Linked DNA regions of Mus musculus: all the other regions are linked to region 1. The links are chromatin contacts, called in public HiChIP or PLAC-seq, Micro-C and promoter capture Hi-C maps. All regions are on one chromosome and are shown on one strand. The core of a region is the stretch at or near the end of the contact, and the rest is flanking DNA. Distances in the headings are between cores, read along the strand shown. Region 1 holds the start of Plcb1 (phospholipase C, beta 1). Region 2 overlaps Plcb1 (phospholipase C, beta 1). Region 3 overlaps Plcb1 (phospholipase C, beta 1). Region 4 overlaps Plcb1 (phospholipase C, beta 1). Region 5 overlaps Plcb1 (phospholipase C, beta 1).

Evidence for each region. Promoter capture Hi-C pulls out the DNA fragments that hold promoters and counts their contacts. Hi-C and Micro-C count contacts between places; a contact is called where the count stands out from the background. HiChIP or PLAC-seq counts read pairs in DNA pulled down with a chosen protein or histone mark.
Region 2: a contact with region 1 is called in a Micro-C map of brown adipocytes, with 3 times the contacts expected there. The contact joins the enhancer-like site here to the promoter of Plcb1 in region 1. A contact is called at or near these places in 13 of 39 promoter capture datasets (the 3T3-L1 cell line, 3T3-L1-derived adipocytes, cranial neural crest and 8 more), 4 of 484 Hi-C or Micro-C datasets (3T3-L1-derived adipocytes, brown adipocytes, nephron progenitors and 1 more), 6 of 115 datasets of contacts at active chromatin or transcription factors (SST interneurons, VIP interneurons, embryonic forebrain and 3 more) and 3 of 9 other capture datasets (adipose tissue, liver and macrophages).
Region 3: a contact with region 1 is called in an H3K4me3 HiChIP or PLAC-seq map of neural tube, with 6 times the contacts expected there. The contact joins the enhancer-like site here to the promoter of Plcb1 in region 1. A contact is called at or near these places in 10 of 39 promoter capture datasets (the 3T3-L1 cell line, 3T3-L1-derived adipocytes, the C10 cell line and 6 more), 1 of 15 datasets of contacts at CTCF or cohesin (the NIH/3T3 cell line), 4 of 484 Hi-C or Micro-C datasets (cerebral cortex, cortical neurons and neural progenitor cells), 11 of 115 datasets of contacts at active chromatin or transcription factors (SST interneurons, craniofacial prominence, embryonic basal ganglia and 7 more) and 3 of 9 other capture datasets (adipose tissue, liver and pancreatic islet).
Region 4: a promoter capture Hi-C map of second pharyngeal arch cranial neural crest shows a contact between it and region 1, with 5 times the contacts expected there. The contact joins the enhancer-like site here to the promoter of Plcb1 in region 1. A contact is called at or near these places in 15 of 39 promoter capture datasets (the 3T3-L1 cell line, 3T3-L1-derived adipocytes, the C10 cell line and 8 more), 1 of 15 datasets of contacts at CTCF or cohesin (the NIH/3T3 cell line), 22 of 484 Hi-C or Micro-C datasets (the C2C12 cell line, ECoMG-derived neutrophils, cerebellum and 13 more), 11 of 115 datasets of contacts at active chromatin or transcription factors (SST interneurons, VIP interneurons, craniofacial prominence and 8 more) and 2 of 9 other capture datasets (adipose tissue and liver).
Region 5: a contact with region 1 is called in an H3K4me3 HiChIP or PLAC-seq map of embryonic stem cells, with 10 read pairs. The contact joins the enhancer-like site here to the promoter of Plcb1 in region 1. A contact is called at or near these places in 9 of 39 promoter capture datasets (the 3T3-L1 cell line, 3T3-L1-derived adipocytes, cranial neural crest and 5 more), 1 of 15 datasets of contacts at CTCF or cohesin (the NIH/3T3 cell line), 4 of 484 Hi-C or Micro-C datasets (3T3-L1-derived adipocytes, the AML12 cell line, beige adipocytes and 1 more), 14 of 115 datasets of contacts at active chromatin or transcription factors (SST interneurons, bone marrow-derived dendritic cells, bone marrow-derived macrophages and 10 more) and 3 of 9 other capture datasets (adipose tissue, liver and pancreatic islet).

Annotation. Positions count from the first base shown.
Region 1 is chr2:134,784,869-134,787,453 of GRCm38.p6, forward strand. Plcb1 (phospholipase C, beta 1) reads left to right here and starts at 1,296. Exons shown (of 32, transcript NM_001145830.1): 1 at 1,296-1,763. The coding sequence starts at 1,665.
Region 2 is chr2:135,163,193-135,165,777 of GRCm38.p6, forward strand. The region is part of intron 3 of Plcb1 (phospholipase C, beta 1); the gene reads left to right. Among named protein-coding and RNA genes, the nearest start is that of 4930545L23Rik, 51 kb to the right of the region's middle. Within about 2 kb of position 1,304, at least 2 of the 459 cell types and tissues checked have an H3K27ac peak or open chromatin away from gene starts, as enhancers often do. A contact at or near this core is called in brown adipocytes, where this site is marked.
Region 3 is chr2:135,139,494-135,142,078 of GRCm38.p6, forward strand. The region is part of intron 3 of Plcb1 (phospholipase C, beta 1); the gene reads left to right. Among named protein-coding and RNA genes, the nearest start is that of 4930545L23Rik, 75 kb to the right of the region's middle. Within about 2 kb of position 1,303, at least 18 of the 459 cell types and tissues checked have an H3K27ac peak or open chromatin away from gene starts, as enhancers often do. A contact at or near this core is called in SST interneurons, craniofacial prominence, embryonic limb bud and 1 more, where this site is marked.
Region 4 is chr2:135,111,385-135,113,969 of GRCm38.p6, forward strand. All of the region lies in intron 3 of Plcb1 (phospholipase C, beta 1), which reads left to right. Among named protein-coding and RNA genes, the nearest start is that of 4930545L23Rik, 100 kb to the right of the region's middle. Within about 2 kb of position 1,292, at least 3 of the 459 cell types and tissues checked have an H3K27ac peak or open chromatin away from gene starts, as enhancers often do. A contact at or near this core is called in SST interneurons and second pharyngeal arch cranial neural crest, where this site is marked.
Region 5 is chr2:135,072,577-135,075,161 of GRCm38.p6, forward strand. All of the region lies in intron 3 of Plcb1 (phospholipase C, beta 1), which reads left to right. Among named protein-coding and RNA genes, the nearest start is that of 4930545L23Rik, 140 kb to the right of the region's middle. Within about 2 kb of position 1,300, at least 4 of the 459 cell types and tissues checked have an H3K27ac peak or open chromatin away from gene starts, as enhancers often do. A contact at or near this core is called in embryonic stem cells, where this site is marked.

The sequences.
Region 1 (2,585 bases), core at 46-2,545:
AGGCTTGCTGGCAAGTGCCTTGACCGTCTAAAACCATTTTACTGGAGTCTCTTCTTCATACTGCTTCTTCTTTTCCAAAACCAACCTTTAGGGCAGTGTTTATTAGAATAAAATTCACTCATTTTATGTGTCTAGTCGTACAAGGTTTGTCAAATGTAAATACGCCGGTACAGAATCTTCCCATCATTCTCAAAGGTTCCCCTTGATGCCAAATTTTGCTCGCTACTGGCCACAGGTACCTGTTCGATCTACTTTCTGTCACCACAGAATACCTGGATTATTTCTACAGACCCTGCAGAGGGCATCTTGTTGCACGCTCTTGTTTGGCTTAAACTTTGTGTGATCATGGATATGTTCTGGAGTCTCTGTCCCTTCTCATCATGGAATAGTTTGGGGAACTTAGAAACTTAACTAAACTTTGTTTTTTTAGTCACCTATTGTTTGACGTTTACAAGTTTCAGTTGCCTTTACCATTGCTGGACAAGTTTCCTTTGGGTATGGTTTCCTTTCTCTTGAGCAAACATCTAGGAGCAGAAGTTTTGGATTGTGTGATACACAAATCTTTAACTTTATTAGTGGTTATTTTCTGAAGTATACTTGCCACTTTATACCCCACCCTCCACCTTTGTGATGGACGGAGATTCTAGATGCTCTACAACCTCTAAAACACTCGACAGTATGAACCTTGTGAGTGAAGATGACATCCCTATACCTATGATTCTATATGACTCCCACCCTGTCCCAGGCCCTGGGCCCCACTCCTTTCATCTTTCTAAGGAATAAAAGCTTTGCTGCCCCCCTCCCCGAGCTTTTTATTTCCTAAACACTGTTTGTGGGCCATCTAGGTTATAGGCTTCAAACTTTCTGGCAGGACAAGTTTTCTCTGGAGTTCTTGAGCTAAACCTCTCAAGTGCTTCTCTATACAAAATAAGAACCCTTTCTTTGAAAAGGCCGGAAAGCACCAGAGAGAAAGAAAGCCTAGGGCTCTCTCCCCGTTCTGCCTCAATGTTCTTCTTTACATACTGGTTAGGATCTGATTAACCACTAACCATATCTTTCCCAGAAAGCCCCCCAAACGCCAGCCTTGGCTAGGGGCACCGGGCATGCTCAGAGGGTGTGCGGCGCAGGCGTCGGCTGCAGTGGGGCCCGGGAGCCGGGAGGTGCCGCTGCGTCCCCGCTTCCCGTTGCTGACCCAGCGCGCAAAGTTGGGCAGGGAGCTGGGGGAGGAGGACCGCGAGCGAGGGTGGCGGAGCAGGGGCGGGAGGAGCGGAGGGAGGAGGGGACCGGAGCGTGTCACTCGCGCGCTCCCTCTGTGCACAGAGGATGTGCTGAATGGTGCGCTTCCAGGCGGCGGCCGAGCAGGATCCAGCGGCGGGCGACTCGCACTGCCCGGCTCTGCTCCTCCGCGTCTCCCGAGGCTCTACAGTCACCGCGGGCTCCAGATCCTGCGTCCCGCCCGGGGCATGGCAGGCTGCTGTACCCTCGCGTGTCGTCCCGCTTACTAAGCGGCGCGGGCCAGAGGTGCGGAGGCCAAGAGGCCGGAGGCCGGCGGGCAGCGAAGCCCAGAGCCTGGTGAATCGAGAGCCAAGCCCGCTCGCGCCCGGAGCTCCGCGTCCCGTCTCCACTGCGCTCGCCCGGGCCGCCCGGAGCCCCGATGAGCCCAGATGGCTGGGGCTCAGCCCGGAGTGCACGCCTTGCAACTCAAGCCCGTGTGCGTGTCCGACAGCCTCAAGAAGGGCACCAAATTCGTCAAGTGGGATGATGTAAGTGAGGGGCGGCGCAGTGGGGTGCGGACCGGGCACCCTAGGGCGGGCTGCGTGGGGGTGGGGCGAGGGGCGCGTTATGCAATGGGGCGCTGGAGCGGGAGCGGGCAGCCTAGGGCGCACAGGTTGCCAGATGCCTGGGTGGGTGGTAGAGGGTGGCAGCTTTCCGCGCGCTCTCCTCCTCCTAGGGGGTTTAGAGTTGACATCTTTGCTGGGTCTGGCCAGCACCTCCTGAGGGACTTAAGTCTTTGGGGCCAGTGGAACCGAAGGGACATGTTTTACCCAGTGACAGGTCCTGAGAGTTTGAAAAGAGCATGAAGTTAGAAGCAGCTGGATAGCGCTGGAGAGTACTAGATGCATCCCCCACCACCTCAGCTAGCTAAGGCATCCTATTACCTCCTTTGCCCTCTTTCAAGAAGTACTAGCTACTATCCAGGTCCCAAACCTTGCAGTTACTGCTAACCCTTGAGCATTTTTTTAAAATGCTGGCCAAGCAGCAGAGGACACAGCAGTACAGCCGACAGGTGGTCGTTGATGCCAAACTTTAGCGCCTGACTGCAGAGTGAGGGGCCTTAGAAAGGGCTGTTGGTGCACACCAGAAACGGATTGGTGAGCAAACTAGTAGCTGTTGGGGCCGAGGAGCGCAGGATGGACTTAGAGACAGGGCCAGGTTTTGAAAAACAAGCTTGCTTAGGTCTTCACTTTGAAATAGACCCACAACTTCACCCTCCGGTTTACTTGCACCCGTTGCTGTATAGGAGAGATCCTGGCCGGCTCCAGGACTTCCTATGACCTCTCCCTTCCCTCCACCCTAGTTACCTT
Region 2 (2,585 bases), core at 54-2,553, 380 kb after region 1:
GCTAAGTTACCATTTTACAATATTATATAACTGAGTTGATACAGCTTCATTTATTGTACTTAAGCTTACCTTAAACTTACATCCTCTTGAGTTGTTTGATTTTATAGTTACATATTAATCACCTGTAGGACATATTTGGAACTGAGGATAAGCCTGGGAAATACACATTGACTACATGTTCGAGTGATATCTGTTGCTAGGATGTGTCCTTGATACATCTGACAATAACTGAAAACTGTATACTTCATACCCATAACTCCATAAAAAACTGGGCTGAATTTTTATCAGTTGGATTTTGTTACCTAAAATTGCAAACTGAGTTCCACAGGCAAGTCAGTTGTCGGTCACAGTGCCTTTATAATCTGCATGTGTTTTATACTTTCTCAGGACAAAATAATCATGATATTCAAAAGACACACTCTTACACGTGTGAAGCAGGCAATTTCACAGTTTTGTTTTGGTTTCTGCTGTTGTAATGCAGGCCTTTGAAAGATTTTTTTCTCACCGTTTAGATTTGCCGGCACAGCTCCAGTACAGAATGGAATCATTTCCTAAGATGCCACGAGCATTTGGTACACAAAAATTTGGTTTTCAGTTCTATTGACTACTCAATTCTTCAACAACCATTATCTTCTAAGGACAGAAAGATGACTTTTTCTTGTGGTTCATATATTTCCACCCATACACCTCCCAGAAGATTTTAATGCTTTAAGTCTTTATTCTTACTGATATGACTATTGACAGTATTTGAGGTATGGGAAAAGAATCAACAATGAAGTCAGAAAAGATCAAAGTAAATGATTCCAAAACACCATTCCTATCAGGGGCCATCATAAAATCACCTGTTATCTCCAAGAAGCAGCTCACCACAGAATATTCAATGCTTTTAGGGGAGCTTTAAAGAGTGGGCTCAGCTTCAGCTTGAGCCAAGGGGTTCAGTACATGCTAGGCAGATGCCCTGCCACAGACTACATCCCCAAACCCCAGATAATACAAATATTAAGTATATTCTTCCTTGCAATTATACAGCTTTCTGGGAACACAAGATCAGCACTCAGATTATGATATATACATTTAATCTGTCCAGAAAGTTGCCTCTGTATTATTTTCTTATCAATCCCCATGCAGTTTCCAGCTAACCACCAACCTGTTTCCAACTACCATAGCATATTTTCCCTTTACTTAAGCTTAATATAAGTGGGATCATATATTAGAATATCCGTTGTGTCTATTTCTTTAAACCAGTGGTTCTCAACCTGTGGGTTATGGTCTCCTTTGGGGATCAAATGACCTTTTCGCATGGATTGTCCAAGACCATTGGGAAACAGAGGTATTTATATTATGAATCATAACAGCAGCAAAATTACAGTTGTGAAACAACAAGAAAAATAATTTCATGGTCAGATCACTACAACATGAGAAAGTGTATTAAAGGATTGTAACATTAGGGCAGTTGAAAAACTATTGCTGTAAACATTATAATACTGAGAATCATTGATAGCTTGGATATCAGCAACTCACTGCTACATGCAGCTCTTAATATGCTATAATTTACTTATCACTTTACCAGTTTGTGGAGCTTTCAGTTATTTCCAATTTGAGATTAATATGAAAAAGGTATTATGGACAAGTCATTAAATGGCTATATTTCATCTCTTTTAAGTAATAAACAAGGAGTCGAAGTACTGGCCATAGTGTTGTGAGTATACATTTACCACCACTAGGCACAATGGCACAGGTCTGTCATCTCAGCTACTCAAGAAGCCGAGGCAAGAGGATTGAAAAGTTCAAGTCCTGTCTTTGCTGAGTTCAACACGAACTTCAGACCTTGCAGAAGTAAAAAGGACTGGGAAGGGAATTCTGTAAGCAGCGCTTACCTTGTACACCCAAGGCCGTAGATTAAGTCCCCAGTGACTTGGTGCCTTAGTTAATGTTCTAATGCTGTGAAAGAGATGCTATGACCAAGAGAACTTATAGAAGAAAATTTGGTGGCCTTGATCACAGTCGCAGGGTGTAGGTTTACAACCATCAAGGCAGGGAATATGAAGGCCGGCAAGGCATGGCACTGGTCAGTAGCTAAGAGCTTACATACTGATCTGAATTAGCTTGGAAAGAATTTTCCAATGCTGAGAGTAACCTACGTGCTTTAATTATTATCCAGCAGATCTTTTCAGAGGTAGGCTGTCCAACACACCAATCACTGTCACACCAGCACACTGTTCAGCACTCACAGTCACTTATTAAACTTCTTTCCATTTAAAAACCATTCCCGTGACTCAGTGTCTCTTTCATGCGACTTCAATCCAGCCTAACATCATTTAAAAGTTTCTTTGTGAAAATAATGTGCTTTTATGAAATAGAGAAAATTGGCTCAATCTTTACTGCTAAGAATTTCTAGCCTGTCAGTGGCTGATTATTTGGGGCAGACATGGAAATTATAGTCTATTCTCCAGCTGAAACCTTTTCAGATGCTTCTGATGAAGCCCTGACACCCAAATCGCTGCTGTAACATTTATGATAAGAGCACATGCCATATCCTCCAACACACACATGGGCGACACCTTATCATTACACTGAGTGTCTCA
Region 3 (2,585 bases), core at 53-2,552, 350 kb after region 1:
CCAGGAGTTACAGGTGGGCATAGCCACCTGATGTTGACATGAGGAGTTGAGCTTGGGTCCTGTGAAGGAGCAGCATGTAGTATTAGCCACTGCGCCACAATATCTGTAAGTTGTTTTAAAGCATAAACACTTCGTAGTATAATTTTTATTCCAAAGTTCCTTCAAAATATGAAAATTTTCTAGAAAGCTAGAAATGGAAAAAATATATAAAGATACATAAAAAAATAATGAGTTAAATACAGAAATCTGGTCTATTGGGCTATGTTTCATAATACCCAAAGCATGATGCGAAAGGTAAAGTATGAAAGAAAACGTCTAGTCACTATTGGGACATTGAAATTTTATTTTCTATTGTTGGTCTAAAATTAGAGTCTTATGTGTCAATGTTCTGTTTTATGAACCAAGGTCATGGTGTCTGCATTTTAGAGTATTTCTATCTTAATAAAGCAGAATGAACATTTAAAGGAAAAATGATCTATGGGATTCTTTTTAGCTGTTGAGTTTACCAGCTCCTCAATAACTCTGCCTTATCAGCTACTAAGTCTCCAGGCACCACCTGATCTTACCCATTAAAAGCTAGGTCAGCTGCACCTTCTGGTTGCTAAGCAGCTATAGGGGATGCAGTTGCTTCCTGACCTGTGTCTCATGCCACCTGCATTTCATGCTAATCTCCCCGACTTCCCAGGGGCTTGCTAGAGCTTTCCTTGTTCTTGTCTTTGTTTATCATGTCAGCTATAAATATTACATTCTTTGTCAGCTTTTAGCAGGCATATTTCTGGATGCTAAATATGGTAAAGTTATATGAACTGACTCAAGCATCTCATTAAATAGACATAGATCACCATGAAGCCAGTTGTGGAATTGGGAAAACATGAATGAGAATAAATTAGCATTTAAAAACAAAATTAAAACCCAAAAACTCTATTTCCCTTCAGTTTTTTTTAATTTTTTCAAAATATACTGGAATGTGAAGATAGATGTGAGATAGAAAGAAGGGGAAGAAGAGACAGTAAATAGACATGTGCTTGGGGGCAGCAGGACTGCAGGGAGAAAGGAGGAAACATGGGAGGATCGAACAAGGGAATAACTTGGAATGTGATCTTTGAGAGACATCGTTAGTGGATATGAATGGTCACAGCACTGCTCCTGGACAACAGGCTTATAAAAACTCTGTGTTTAGTTTTATAGCTACCCAGGCTGGGAATTCCTCGGGGCTACAAATTTTGCCCTTCTAGTGCTTCAGAGCGACTATGTGACCCCCACAGCAGGGCTGGTATGCAGGAGGCTGTCTCCTTACAGTGACTGATTGATTCCCCGCCCCCCCCCCGCCCCCTGCCCAAAGTTACATCAAAGCATAGAGGAGCCTTCCACAGCACACAATGAACTTTGTAGAGTTGAAGTTGTAGCCAAGGCAGTCGTGTTTCCGTGTTTCCATCAGACAGACGAGCTCCCTCTCCCCTCAGCTTTCCTTCTGTTAGAGGCAACAACTGGTATTCGATACAGAAAGATATCAGTTTTCTTGGTTGTACTGCTGATAAATCAGCTGCATCTTTGTTTCTCTGTGGAAGAGGTATTTGAAGTATGTTTAGGCAAAAGTATAGAAAAAAGTGAGTTGCCCACATGATGGATGTAGACAGGGATCCAAAGCTGAGTGAGTCGTTTCTGGGGTTCGTGGGGTACTCAGCAGAGGAATGCACAGCTTCCTCGAACCAGTGTGTGGAGTGTGCTGAGGGAGTTTCTCCCCTGGCTTTCTGATTTTCAGAAATGACCCATGCAAACAGCAAGGTCGGTGTCTCCCTGCACATCCTTAAGTCCCTTCTTTTGCTATGTACACTAGAGCATTTATTTTCCAGAATGAATTTATTAGAACTGTAACTTTTGTAAAAAATGAGTATGTCCATCCAGAATTTATTTCCAACCATTTTAAAGGAGGGTAGATTGTCCAATTATCATTTAAATTATCCTAATTTGTTATATAGATGAGACATGATTTTATTATACTGTCATTAATTAAAAATGTACTATAATACAGTGAATACATCCATATCTGCACTTAAATATGTCACTGAGTAGTTCTAATGACTGCTGGGAAAGAAAAGTCAGAAGTATATGTCAAAACGCATGCAAATGGCATTCCATTTAACATAGAAATTATGTTTATATGGGTGAAATTTTAATAAAGTTATTATTGAAACTGCTTACAATTGAAATATGTTTCAGTTATAATGATGAAGAAAATAATATAAAAAAGTCAGAGAATATTCATTAGTTGGAACATGTTTTTGAGGAAAGACAATTTTGTTATGCTCAGGGCGTAATTCACAAAAAATCAGTACCTTCCAGCTAAGGCTCACCCAGCTCCACATGTTAAAGGGCAGTTACAATACAGTCATCCCAATCCAAGAATAGATGCCCTTTAGGTTCTGACCTAGAAAAAATTTTCCTATAGTTAAATTGGATGTAAATCGTTATATGTATTATGGTTGGTGGCAGATTTGCTGTGAAGATGGGCAGGTGAAGCCTCGGATACAGGCTGCTCACTACACAGACCTTCACAGACTTTCCCAGGGCAGGTGGCAGGACAT
Region 4 (2,585 bases), core at 42-2,541, 330 kb after region 1:
GCATGATTCCTGTTTCCTTTCTGCCAGCTGCTATCATGAACTGCCTCCAGAAAGACGACTGTTACACCTCAAATCAACCAGATGAGGACATGAGGACGGCCCCCAGAATATTGCCAATGGAGATGTTTGATTTATAAAACATATCAAAGGCTTCCAGAGTCAAAGAACATTTTAAAAAACCATTAAAAAGAAAAAAGGTCATCATAATAAAGCAGAAAGCTCTGTCCCTAAACAACAATCTGTTCCAGGTAGTAAAACATTGTCTAGTATCATGGTGTCATTTTTCCCCTAACCAAGAAAACCATAACTAAAATATAAAACCATATTTTGTGAATTACAATGTATATTTCATATATTGTATATTATAAATATACATTTTTACTTTGTGCATGGATAAATTCCTCTATATGGAAACCCAGTGCTTCTCAAACTCTTCTTCCAATCATCCTCCGATCCCGTTAAGAATGATACTCGCCTTCAGGTTTGGACTGAGTTTCCATTAAGGACCCAAGTTGGGGTCAGCAGATCCCACTTCCAAAGCAAGATACAAAGCTAAGTGGTGTTTAGACTCTATGTTAATGTGTTCTGAAAGAGAAAATAAAACTGGAAACTGTTAAAGTCTAGGTCTAAGGTATTAAGGTGAGGAGAAGTAGAGTTCTTCATAGGTTCAGCCCTAAAGGAAGCTCTGTGTACTTTCAACTGTCTCCACTTATTTATGTGTCTGTTTTAAAGTGACTGTAGTAAGAGCCCTTCAATTAGGGAGCTGTTTCAGCAATAGCATCTACATTATCATACCAGCAGTTTTATTAAACTAATAACTGTTAGCATGGAGACACCATTACTGTAGATTGCATTTCTAATTATGGCACTAAATATACTCAGGTTGCATACGAGTGTTAGCAATTTCTACCCTAATGGCTTACCTCTCTTTCCTCTCCTTGCAGCCTCCCTCCCATCACTTCAGCTCTGTGAACTTCTGTTACTGTGTGTAAGGCTTCTCCCTTATACAGTTATCCAAACTGAGGTGTGCTAGTTCATTAACTACCTCCATGAATGGCTCATTTGAACTTCCTTGTTGGTATCTATTCTCTGTAGCTGGAATTGGTTCAAAGTACATGGCCTCATTCAGAAACCACTTACTATCTAGTTGGGCATGTGTCTTGAAGGAGACACAGTACAAGGAAAAATTCATATAAGCCATGTGCATGAACATTTGGTACATAACAGACATCTGGAAGTTCGGCAGCTCAGCTGAAAATGCTTCCTCTCTGATTACATCCGCTCTGGGTGCTTATTAGCTGGACAGGCTGGCTCAGGCAGCTCTGTGTAAGGAATCCCCTAAAATCTCCCATAAGGCCATGCTTTCTCCTGGTGACAACCTGAGCATACATTGCAAAGGCACATTCAGCAATGCCTGCCTGCTTCAACCTTCTGCCACATCAACTAGCTTGATTTTATTGGTCAAATGCCAGTCATAGTTTTAGGGCAGACCTCTGTACTCTCTGGTCCTGACTAGGGAGAATTGAGTGCCATGGCCAATCCCAACATAATAACACATAGATAAGTCCTCTCATGGCAGTGAAAGGGTGTGGATGACCATTTCAGAAGGACAGACATGTCTAGCAAAAACATTTTCTCTGTTAACCATAGAGATAATGTCTAAAGTCTGAGTCAGTTATTTTACTGAGTGCCAGATACCTATATTTAGCTAAATTAGGAATGCTGAGTTGTTCGTTTAGGTCAATAATCCCAGGGCTTGGTAGAAAATGAGAAATTATGGTCCTAATATGCTCACAGTTATGACACTTTCATTGTGATATGACATTCTTCTTGTTATATCAGTGTTTTAAAGTCCAGAATTCCTGGTGACTTGATCCTTGGGTACCACATACTTTAGTCATATTCATTCACTCATACAAAATACCATAAAATGTTTCTATATCGTCTTTACTATTATTTATTTATTATTTGTTCGTATAGAAAAATACAACACTGTCCCAGGCTTTGCGATCCTTACAGGGCTTACATATGAGTTAATAGGACATCTAATTCTAGGCGGTGAGCCCTATATTTCTACTAGCTGTATGCCAGTCTTCTCAGGGGGAGAGGACAGCCACTGATCTGTTGAAGGGATGCTGGAGCTAAATCCGGATAGAGAGGAAAACTATCAAAAGCATAGAGGACTGGCAGCATGCTGGATTCAAAGAACCATACATAATGGTATGAAGTTGTCTGGGATCACTTAGGTTAGACTCTTAGACCCTGGGGTGGGGCGCCTGGAGCCTACTTACAATGAAAAAGCAAGAAGGGGTATGCTGGCACATGGAAAGATATCAACTGGAGTAAGAACTAAAAACTGTGGATTGCATTTAAAATTGAATCCGTGCCAGAATGATGAAGTAGGCAGGTTCTCTGTCAGAGTCATGCCAGCCTGGCAACTAGAGAGTATCCTATGAGCAATGTCAACCTCATTCCAGACACAAGACCATAGACAAAATGAGTCCAACAGCCCCCAGTGTAGCAGATATGGTAACAGTAGCTCTGCCTGTGTTCAAGCTTTGCCCTTTGTTTCCTAAGCACAGGGC
Region 5 (2,585 bases), core at 50-2,549, 290 kb after region 1:
GAAGAAAATGTGCTCCAGGTGTATGACAGAATAGTTCTCAGCCTTAAAAAGGATCCAGTACTGCCTGTGTGACACCTCTGAAATGGGACATTGTTGTGCTAAGAGGAAGAAGACAAAGAAAGACAATGAGCCAGGTTCATTCATGAGTGCTATCTGGAAGAGTTGACCTCACAGGAGTTGAAGGAGAGTCAGGTTGCAGAGAGGCAGTCATACGGAAAGGTTATCAGTTGGACAGTCCGTTACTCTTAGCTAGTGAATTCTTTATTGATCACATTAAATAACTCATCGTTTGAAACTATTAACAAAAAAAAATAAATAAATAAAGATCAGTGCCTGGAGAGATGGTGCAGCACTTGTTTCTCTTCCAGGGGACCCAGTTGGGTTCTCAGAGAGCCATCCTGAGTTCCATTTGCAGAGAACCTGACACAATCTTCTGGTCTGCTCTGGCACTACAGTGTTGTGTAGACACACATGCAAAGAAAACACATATACACATAAGATTAAAATAAATCTTTAAAACTAGAGGTCATTAAGTACGACTCAGAAGAGAACGATGGGTATGTTTGGGTGAGTCCGAGGTGCAGGGAGTTGTCCTAGGGAGTGTCTCACCATTGCATCACCACAGAGCACAGGAAGCAGCTGCTCACCTTGGAGAATCCGGGCTGCTCCACAGGAGATCCTTGCTTTGCTTTGTCTATACCAAACAGGAAAGGATGCAATGGCTCCCTGTATTCTGCTAACTCCTTCTGGCCAGATGCTCGTGTTAATTTTCTTAAGTGCTATGGATACTGTACTAACACCTCCCTTTGATCAAAAACTTAGGAGAAACACAAGAGAGTGTCATTAAAGCTGCACTTTTCCAGTTTTAATGAGCCCCCAAATCATCTTTAAAATCTTATTAAAATATAAATTTTAAGTCAGTGAGTTTGGGGGAAACTAAAATGTTGCATTTCTTGCGAAGTTCCTAGGTAAGGCCAATATATTGAATCTCTGGACCACTCTTCACAGAACGGTCAGTGTGTTTGTTATTGCCTTGAACTGAGTTGACTTTTCTGTGTGTGTGATGTCCAAAGAGATAAGGATGTTATATATTATTCAGACACCACCAAAAGCTTGTAGAAGGAGGCACAACCTCCTCTCCCCCCTTATATCGGGCAGCAATCAACGATTCCACAGTTACATTATTCCTTTATCCTGAAGGACTATTCAAACAGCAGCTGTAGAGAAAGGATCCATCATAAAGATGGTGGTAGACTCCAGTTTTTCTGAAATTAGACTACATTTTAGCTTATTCAGCAGGTTCTAAAAAGAACAGATGTTCAAGATCACCCAGACCAACTAAATCAGCATCTTAGCTTGGCCTGATGCATATTCTGTGGACCAGAAACATTAGCAAACCCTGCTGGCTTATGAGACAAATGAACCTCTCCTGCTTCATCTAGATGCTTGAACCCAATCTACCATTTTCGATCTCAAGGTCAAGCTGAAATACAATTCATTTTAAGAGATCTCTGCAAGAAGTATGAAAGCCTGATACTTGACACTATGGTTTAAATGTAAAGAATTAATAATGCCCTTTCTTTCCAAGTTGTGTGGGTCTCAGCCTGTTACTAAAAGCAAATGAATAGCAAGGCTGGAATGCAGCAGAGCTTATTTAGTGTGAATATGGCCCTGGGCTAGACCTTCAGCACTGATAAAACATCAAAAACAACAGATTTATCCAACTATCTGGATCCTGCTATTTTTCCTGATCCTGTGACACCTGGGTTGGTGTATAATTATGTCTAGAAACTTATATGAGTTTCATGTAACTACTTATCACTGGTTCCAACCATCTTTGCCTCCTCCCTGTTCTGTGTTCATCCAACTATCGCCTCCATAGTCTCACTGATTTTTTGGTCTGGATTTAATTCTATTGAGTAAAAGTTTGCATGCAGGGAGATGAATTTTATGGATATTGTAAACACTGCAGAAATTCTTCTAATTCTTTATTGGATGAGAACTAGTTGTAAGAGAAATATATTTAAATTATAATGAGTTTTCCCCCAAGAGTGTGGATTGTGGTGTCTGTGACATTGCTCAGGATATAAGGCTACTTGTTGCTAAGCCTGAAGACCTGAGTTTGATCATGGGGACACATGGGGACACATGGGGTGGAAGGAAAGAACCAACTCCTCTAGGCAACCCTCCTCCATCCCCACATGCACAGTAAATAAACATGTAGTAGTAACATATTTTAAATAAAAGGAAGAAAAGAAAGGTATGGATTGTGAGATTTCTTTGTAGTTTTGTTAATTTCAAAGTACCATGTGAGTTTTGTTAAGTGTTAGTTCTGAAAACTGCTTCTAGCTACTGATGTCCTTAAATATGCTAACATGAGCAGGTTTCTTGTTTTTTTTTGTCTTTGTTTTTGTTTTGTCAAATTAAACATGGCCAGATTTATTTGGAAGTTTTATATTGGTCTTTCATAAATTTCATTCTGTTATATTTGTGGGAAAAATATTGCTGCACGAGCCAATTTATACTCTGGAAATTATGCCCAATTCATTCTATAATTACTATTTTGGAATGTATGTCATTATTAA